Regions from separate parts of the Macaca mulatta genome. Here region 1 is linked to region 2. The links are chromatin contacts, called in public Hi-C maps. All regions are on one chromosome and are shown on one strand. Each heading gives the region's core, a stretch centred on a gene start, on an enhancer-like site or on the middle of the called end of the contact. The rest is flanking DNA. Distances are from core to core; before and after follow the strand shown.

Region 1 (3,939 bases), core at 458-2,957, 440 kb before region 2:
CCTGTAATCCCAGCTACTAAGAGGCGGAGGCAGGATAATTCGCTTGAACCCGGGAGGCATAGGTTGCAGTGAGCCGAGATCGCGCCACTGCACTCCAGCCTGGGTGACAGAGCGAGGTTCCGTCTCAAAAAACAAAAATCAAAACAAAACAAAAGAATAGTGTATTTCTCTTAAAACTCTATTCCCCATCCTTCTGCTCTAGAAGGGACAGTATAAACTGCTCAGGAACAGTGACTTTCACATTTTGAGAGGTTAGATTCTGAGCTTTGGCCCCCTCACACCCAGTGGATCCCACTGGGGTCCCTGCAGAGTGCTTCTGCATGCGCCCTTTCTTAAGGGTGCACAGTGGATAAGTATTATTTTCTCTCTTTGCACTAGGGTTCTGACCGCCAGGGGGGAAAATAGCCACACACAGGGAAATGGCATAAGTTAAAATCAAGCAAGCCTAGTGGGGTGGTAATGACTTTCCCAGCATCCAAGTCTTTGCCTTCAGGTTATGTGAAGCTAGAAAACAATGTCATTCATTCAACATTTACAGGGAACTCACAAAGTACAGAGTACTATGCTAAGCACCGGCGGCATGCAAAAGTGTGCAAAACACAATCCCTGCCCGAAGGATTCCTGCCAGGAAGGGTATTTCGCGTATTACCCTGACCTTACAACCCTTGAAGAAATGCTTGTGTGAATGAAACCCCACTCAGAATTTAAAATAAGCAAGGAAAAGTATACTACTAGGACAATATATCTTTTAAGAGGCAGAGAATGTAAATGTGCTTTAAACATTTATTTCTAAAGTATTACAATGTAGTTGGGATGAAGGAGGAGCGGGGGATGTGGATGTATGGGGGGGGGTTGGTGGGAGCGGTTCTTGGAAGAGCCTGACTTGAAGGAGGCACTGCCTGGTTGCCTGCACAGCTAAGTTGAATCCTAACAAAGAGGAGGCCGGCACTCTTATCTGGGAAGTGGATAACTTTGAGAAAAAGTAGCCTCCAAGGAGGAAAAAAAGGCAACATGTCACCTGGGGTTAGGATCCCCTCACCCTTACCAACCTGCATGCTGATCGCACCCCGGCCGAGCCACTCTGGGCCGCACACCCTGCATCCTCTGCTCAGGCCGCGCGGCCCAATTCCACCTTCTACCCCAAGCCCACAACCCTGGCACACACCCGCTCCAGCCTGGAGTCGGCCACGTGCGCCCGGGTTCTCCTCTTGGCCCTTCAGCGGGCCCGGCGCCTCCAAGGTCGCCGTAGCAACCGTGCGGTCCCTCTCTCGGTTCCCCCGCTCCTAGTAGAGCAGTCCGGACCGCGGCGGCGGTGGCGGGAGCGAGCGGCCTCGGCCCCTCCCGAGAGGGGGCAGCGCGACCGTGGGCTGCGGGCGCCGCCTCTGCTGCATCGGTGGCTGCGCGCTCCGCTCGGCTCTGCCAGGCTGGGATCCGGAGCCCTAGCGCGCCTCGCTGACTTCCCCTCCTCCTCTGCTGCCGCCCGGTGGGCAGCTTCTCCAAGCGAGACGCGCGTTCGATCCTCCTTCCCAGCGTTTACGGATTTCCGGGGGCGCAGAATTTTGCCTCGGTCCCTACGAGCATCTCTCGGCCTCTCTCCCCCTCCCCTCGCGACTCCCCCACCCCGTGGGCGCGCGCGCACCCATACACTCACACTCGCAGGCGCGCGTGCGCACGCCCGCGCGCCTCCAGCCGCGGAGTCTCCAGCGCCCCTCAGCAGATCCCCGCTCTCCCGGGCGCCGCTACTCACACAGGCTTCCAGCCGCCACGGGGCGTCCTCTGTCTGCTGCAGCGGCGTCGGCGGCGGCGGCGGCGGAGGGAAAGGCGACTGCAGCCCGGCCGCGTCTCCCAGCTCCGTGCCCGGGACAGAGTCCGGGAGAAGCAAAGAAGGAGGAGGACGCCGAGGCTAGGAGGAGCCGCGCCGCGCCCGGCGCCCCACTCCGCGCGGCGGGTTGCCTCCGCTCCCCATACGGCGGCCCCAGGTAAGCAGCTCCGGTGCCCGCAACATCCCTGGGGCGTCCGGGCTCCGAGCCTGGGTCCTCTGGTCTCGCCCCCGCCTCGGCACCTGGATCTAGACCGGGAGGGGAGTGGGCGAGGGGGGAGGGGAGTGGAGCTAGAGGTGAGGCTGGTAAGGAGGAGTGCGTGGACGCGTGGGGGCTTCGGTGCAGCCCTCACGCTCTTCCCTGCCGTGCCCCGGCTCAAGCTCCGTCACTTTTACGAGCTCGGGGGTGCCCAGCGCCCCAGACAGCTGTTCCCCGATCTCCCCGCCGCCTGCCAGCCAGTGTCGGCTCCGGGCTCCGCGCCCGCCGCGCGCCAGTCACCTCCCCTGCACCTTGGACAGCGCACCCCGCACCCGTCTCCCCCGGCGGGCGTCGCCCCCGGGACCCGGTCCTGCCCGCACGGTGCTCCCGCTGCCCTCTTCTTTCAGGTTGTCACCCTCCCGCTCTGCATCCCTTCTCCTCCAGCCTTGGCGGATTCTGCTTTGCTGCGGGCCGGAAACTTTCCTCCCCGCCTCGTCTGCGCTGGGTACTATTGTTGTTATTTGTGACTGTCCCCTCTCATGGGGAGCTCGGACACCTTGGACAGGTCTTCCTCTGCGGGAGCGCGCCCTGCCTGGTCCAGCGCGAGGTAAAGGAGGCACTGGGGCACCTGGACTCGGCAGCTGCCAGGGTTCAGAGCCCGCGCCTCGGCCGCTGGACGCCGGCCGCCTCCCCGCCTCTCCGGACCCGACACGTGCGAGCCTCCCACGGACGCGGCCCCTCCCAGACCACCCCACGTCCTCCCCCTGCACGGCCACAGCCACCCCATAGGTTGGACACCCGGGGCTCGCGGGTCCTGATTGGTTGAAGGCGTAACCCCGCCCCCTTTCGGGGGGTGGTTCTGAAGTGTTGTGGTTGTCATCCCGCGGCGAGCACATGGGGAAAGTGGGGTCGACAGGTGGGCAAGCCCAGCTGTGTGGAATCACTGCGTCTCACTGTATAGCCACTGAGCCACGCTCCTTCACCCAGATACACTCCTGCTTCTCTCCTTTTCTCTCCCTCAATCTTTCACTGCTGTAACATTACATGAAAAAAGACACTGGCAGTGTAATCCTAATTTTGTTAAGATTGCATTTGTTTGGTGGTAGCAATTTTTAAAAGCAGACCCAGGAGAATGAAGGAAATACGTGCGTATGGAGAGGTTCCTGGCCAACTGGGCTGCAGATTTGAGTCTGGTAGTTTGGAGAAAATAATGAAGGGTGATTAAGGGATCTGAAGAGGGTGGAGAAAGTGGGAAGGAAATTGATTCCTGGACGAGAGACACAGGTGAGCGAGCTTGGAAAACAGAGAGGAAGAAGTGGGTCATTTGTGGGGTGAGATGTGAGGGAGAAACCTGGTGGGCCCTTTCGAGAGGCGGGTGCGTGCTGTTGGAGACGGCTCTGTCAAGCAAAGTGGTAACATTTGCTGGTACTTAGCTCATGGTTAACACGCTCTGCTTTTGTTTTGCTAGCGTTGCCACTTTGATACTTTATATTAATAATGTCTATTCATGTAATGGATATTGCTTATTCCAGTTTCTTGTAATATACAGATTTGAAAGTGATAATTAGTTTGAAAAAGTGAAAGGCCTCGTGGAGGGGATGCATTAAATAGTTGAAGTGCTTTCGGAATATTGTGACGGAAGACGGATGAGCATTGCATAAAATACAGATTGTTCTGGCATTATTTAGAGCCTTTAAACAAATATATGTGTACGTATAAATGATACTGATTTCTCTTCATTTCAAAGCGTGATTGCCTCTAGCATTTTCCAGCTTTAATTCCTTCAGGCTGTTTTGATGTTGTGTCTGTACATCTAAGAATATTGTCATTCTTATCTTTAAGAAGCCTTGTCAATGCAAAACAAACAGCAACTGATGCAAGTTAATGTTGACAACTTTATATTGAGTACACTGTGTGTTAT
Region 2 (3,484 bases), core at 856-3,355:
TCAACCGCAGGACCTTGAATTAGGCTCAGCCCTACCTTCTTTCAGGACACGCACCTCCTGGGCAAGCAGCAGCCATACTAAGGAAGCTGTACTGGTCTGGGAGGAGGTCTTTGGGAGAAAAGACACTAAAGATGTTTGTAAAGCACCCTATACATTTACAAAGCATTCAATGGTGGGAAGGTTTCGTATGATGTGTAAAATACTAATAAGAACTCAATGATTGATTTTAAAATCTGCTGAGTGAAATGAAATCTTTTTCTCAAGTATGAATCTCCCCGTCTATTCGTGTGGACTGTATGTATGTTTATATGCAAACAATACATAAGGATGTCTCCGATGCCCCTCCAGTGGAGGGGACAGTGCCTGGCACACAGTAGACCCTCAGTATTTTTTAAACGAATGGGTAAGAATCTGAATCTTTCAATCTAATTTTGCTCCTGAGTTTTAGCATTCAGAGTCTACCTAGTTTACTTGTAAAAGTGTAGGATATTTTCCCCTAAAGCACATTTTCTAGGGATTGCAGAATACAAATGAAAGGATTCTCCCCTCAGGTTTGCCTGAAAAGTAGGCAGTGAGCCTTCAGCAGTAGTCAGATCGATTAATGTTGTAACAGCTGACATACAACTTCCAGTTCTAATTAACTTAATCACCCACAAACTTCCTTTTTCTCCACCTCCAAGCCACACAACACAGGTTTGTTCAGTAACCATTCTCAAAGAGGCAAGTCTGTTTTCTTTGAAATAGAATTTATCACTTATTTTCAGATGGAACTGCATTTCCTACTTCCTGTCCCCCCCCCCCCCCGACACCACACACACACATCTCAAACTGGGTTCAAATGGGCTTTCCATAGCAATCCAAAGCAAACACTGAACACCTCAGGAAACATGTTCTCTTTTGTGGAAAACTAGGAAATATTCTGTTTTTCAGCCTAATTAAATATATGGTATTAGCCCTAAAATGGAATTCGTTTTGAACTACAGTAGAACAAGAATTGACTTATTCCTACTACCTGCCTTAGGGATAGTACCATACATTACAACCAGTTTTAAAGTAATCCAATCTTTCTTCCACATTTTAACACTAAGTCAGCTGATTCTATAAATCAGAAAACTGGTAACACTGTGTCATATTTTTGTTAAAGGAACAAAGAAATGAAGTAGAGACCAAGTAGGTTAATAACAGTTTTTCAAGTCCATCTTAAGAAAGAGAAAACAAGGTTTGGTGGAAGAATTAGGCTGTACCTTATTCCTAAGAATGCCCAGACCGAATCTCCTATAGCTGAGCTCATGGAGTTGGTAGATGAGAATGTGAACCTTCTGAGTGGTTCTATGGTGCCCTGAAGTTAGATGAGAAAAGAGAAATTAAGTGATTATATGGCCGTCAGTCTCAGGAAAGCTAATTTGTTGAGTTCTGAAAATATATCCACTAGGTTGGACTATGCTCTGTCTTTTGAGAGGAATACGAATAAAGTGTATTTTCTCATCTTGGCATGATTTGTACTTGGTGGTTTTCCATTTCCAGATGATAGCAAGTTTTCAGAGGCGATCACAGTGCTGCTTTCCTGGATTGAACGAGGGGAGGTGAATCGGCGTTCCGCAAACCAGTTCTATTCCATGGTGCAGTCGGCCAACAGCCACGTCCGCCGGCTCATGAATGAAAAAGCCACACATGAGCAGGAGATGGAGGAAGCCAAGGAGAATTTCAAAAATGCCTTAACTGGGATTCTCACTCAATGTAAGTAAAATGTTGGGGGACATCTCTTTTGTTGTGATTTTGCCTTTTCTTTTTGATTAATTTTATTTTTTCATTTGGGGGTAAGTAGTTCAATAATCTCCCATTTTTACTCCACATTGAATGGCAAACCTCATAACCTATTTCATGTTCTGTGGCACCTTGGAGGAACACGGACCCTGCCCTGAGAGTTTACTTCTCAAGGTGAGCAACGTTTCTGTAGCTTTTCCTCAGAACAGCAAGCCTGGCCACCAGGGCAGGGCAGCTAGATGCATCTGTGCCTGCTGGACCCACCACAGTTCATATCATAGCTGCAGGGCCGCCACCCTTCACCCGCAGGCTGTCCACACAGCCCCCTGTGTCCTCCTAGTGCTGACAGCAGAAAGCAAACTTGAACACGTTCTCCTTGGGCTCTGTGTAGGAAAAGGGTACTATCAGAAAAACTCCTCAGGATCTTTTATTTGGGTGAGCTGTGGCTGTCAAAATGAGCAACTCAAGAGCAGGGATTTTTTTTTTGTCCTTTCTTCATTTGGAAAGCAAATTGCCTTAACTACTTAATGCCAGTGATTTTTTTTTTATGTCCAGAGTCTAAATGATGAAGGGGTGTAAATGGGGCTTTCTCTTAGAACAATAGTCAGGGTAATTACCCAGGGCTCTATTCAAAAAAAGGGCGTATTTTTTTTTATGGGCACTCTATCTGTGTCTGTAGTTAATGTCACAGCGGCATCATGCATCACAGCTGCCGATGTTCTCTTGCTTGGTAAAAGCCATTGAATGACACTGTAACAATGCCACGCTCCATTCCATACCAGGTGCAGGGCCCTACGCGATAGTGACATGTGGGATGTATATTTCCATTCTAAAGATAAGTACTATTTTCTGTGATGTAGTGTGCCAAAATGCCTATCACCTCTTTCATCAGTGCAAACACAAGGAATAATGTATCTGTCAGGATGGGATGGAAGAGAGGGCAAAACCGAGATCTTAAATGTAAAAGTATCTTATATGACTTTATCAAAAGACAGGTTTTACAGCAGCGTAGCATATTGTATAACAAATTCCCAAATGTAAATTCTGGTAAGTGATCTAATATCCAGTATAAGACCAATCTGTCTTTAAAGAAAAGGAATAGGAAAAATAAGACTGCTCTGTCCTTACACAGACTGATACCAGACCACATTACCTAGATTCACCAGGCTTGATGAATGACCCTTTCTTTAACAGTGTATGTCTAGAAACTCTAAGGTTATTAGGGATAGAATAAAGAAAAGCAACATTAACAGCAGTTTTTAAAGGAGGGAAGGAAAGAATGGATCAGTGGATGGAGGGAAGGTAAGAGTGAACTGGTAGTGGAGAAAAATAAGAGACAGCACAGTAAAACAATTCTAATCATACAATTTCTTCAGAGTTATAGTAAGAAGTCATGTGCCTGAACAGTGAAATGGTTACAGTATGTTTACCTTTTGCTCACTGGCATCAATTTTAAATAAGTTCTAATTCCCATGCAGTTTATAGTCCCAACGGGCAAGGAAGACTCAACCCTTGACTCTAACAATAAAGATAAGAGGGCAGCCATGAATAGGCGAGAACTTCATTTTCTTTGGCAGTAACTATTGAAAGAGGCACCTATTACAATGAGGCCCCTATGATGTGGCTGAAAGAACACGAAATGTCTACCTGTCATTATATAGGTGTAAGTTGGCCCATATTTGAAGCAACTGAGAGATGGACAGAAAAGTGTAGCATGTGG

Evidence for each region. A called contact is a pair of places that touch in the nucleus more often than the background predicts.
Region 1: a Hi-C map of fetal cortex germinal zone shows a contact between it and region 2, with 4 times the contacts expected there. The contact joins two enhancer-like sites. A contact is called at or near these places in 2 of 14 Hi-C or Micro-C datasets (fetal cortex germinal zone and fetal cortical plate).

Annotation. Positions count from the first base shown.
Region 1 is chr17:23,128,084-23,132,022 of T2T-MMU8v2.0, reverse strand. No RefSeq gene overlaps it. Among named protein-coding and RNA genes, the nearest start is that of CCDC122, 78 kb to the left of the region's middle. Within about 2 kb of position 1,707, at least 18 of the 40 cell types and tissues checked have an H3K27ac peak or open chromatin away from gene starts, as enhancers often do. A contact at or near this core is called in fetal cortex germinal zone, where this site is marked.
Region 2 is chr17:22,691,617-22,695,100 of T2T-MMU8v2.0, reverse strand. ENOX1 (ecto-NOX disulfide-thiol exchanger 1) reads left to right here. Exons shown (of 15, transcript XM_077974449.1): 8 at 1,525-1,737. Among named protein-coding and RNA genes, the nearest start is that of MIR7168, 100 kb to the right of the region's middle. Within about 2 kb of position 2,105, at least 4 of the 40 cell types and tissues checked have an H3K27ac peak or open chromatin away from gene starts, as enhancers often do. A contact at or near this core is called in fetal cortex germinal zone, where this site is marked.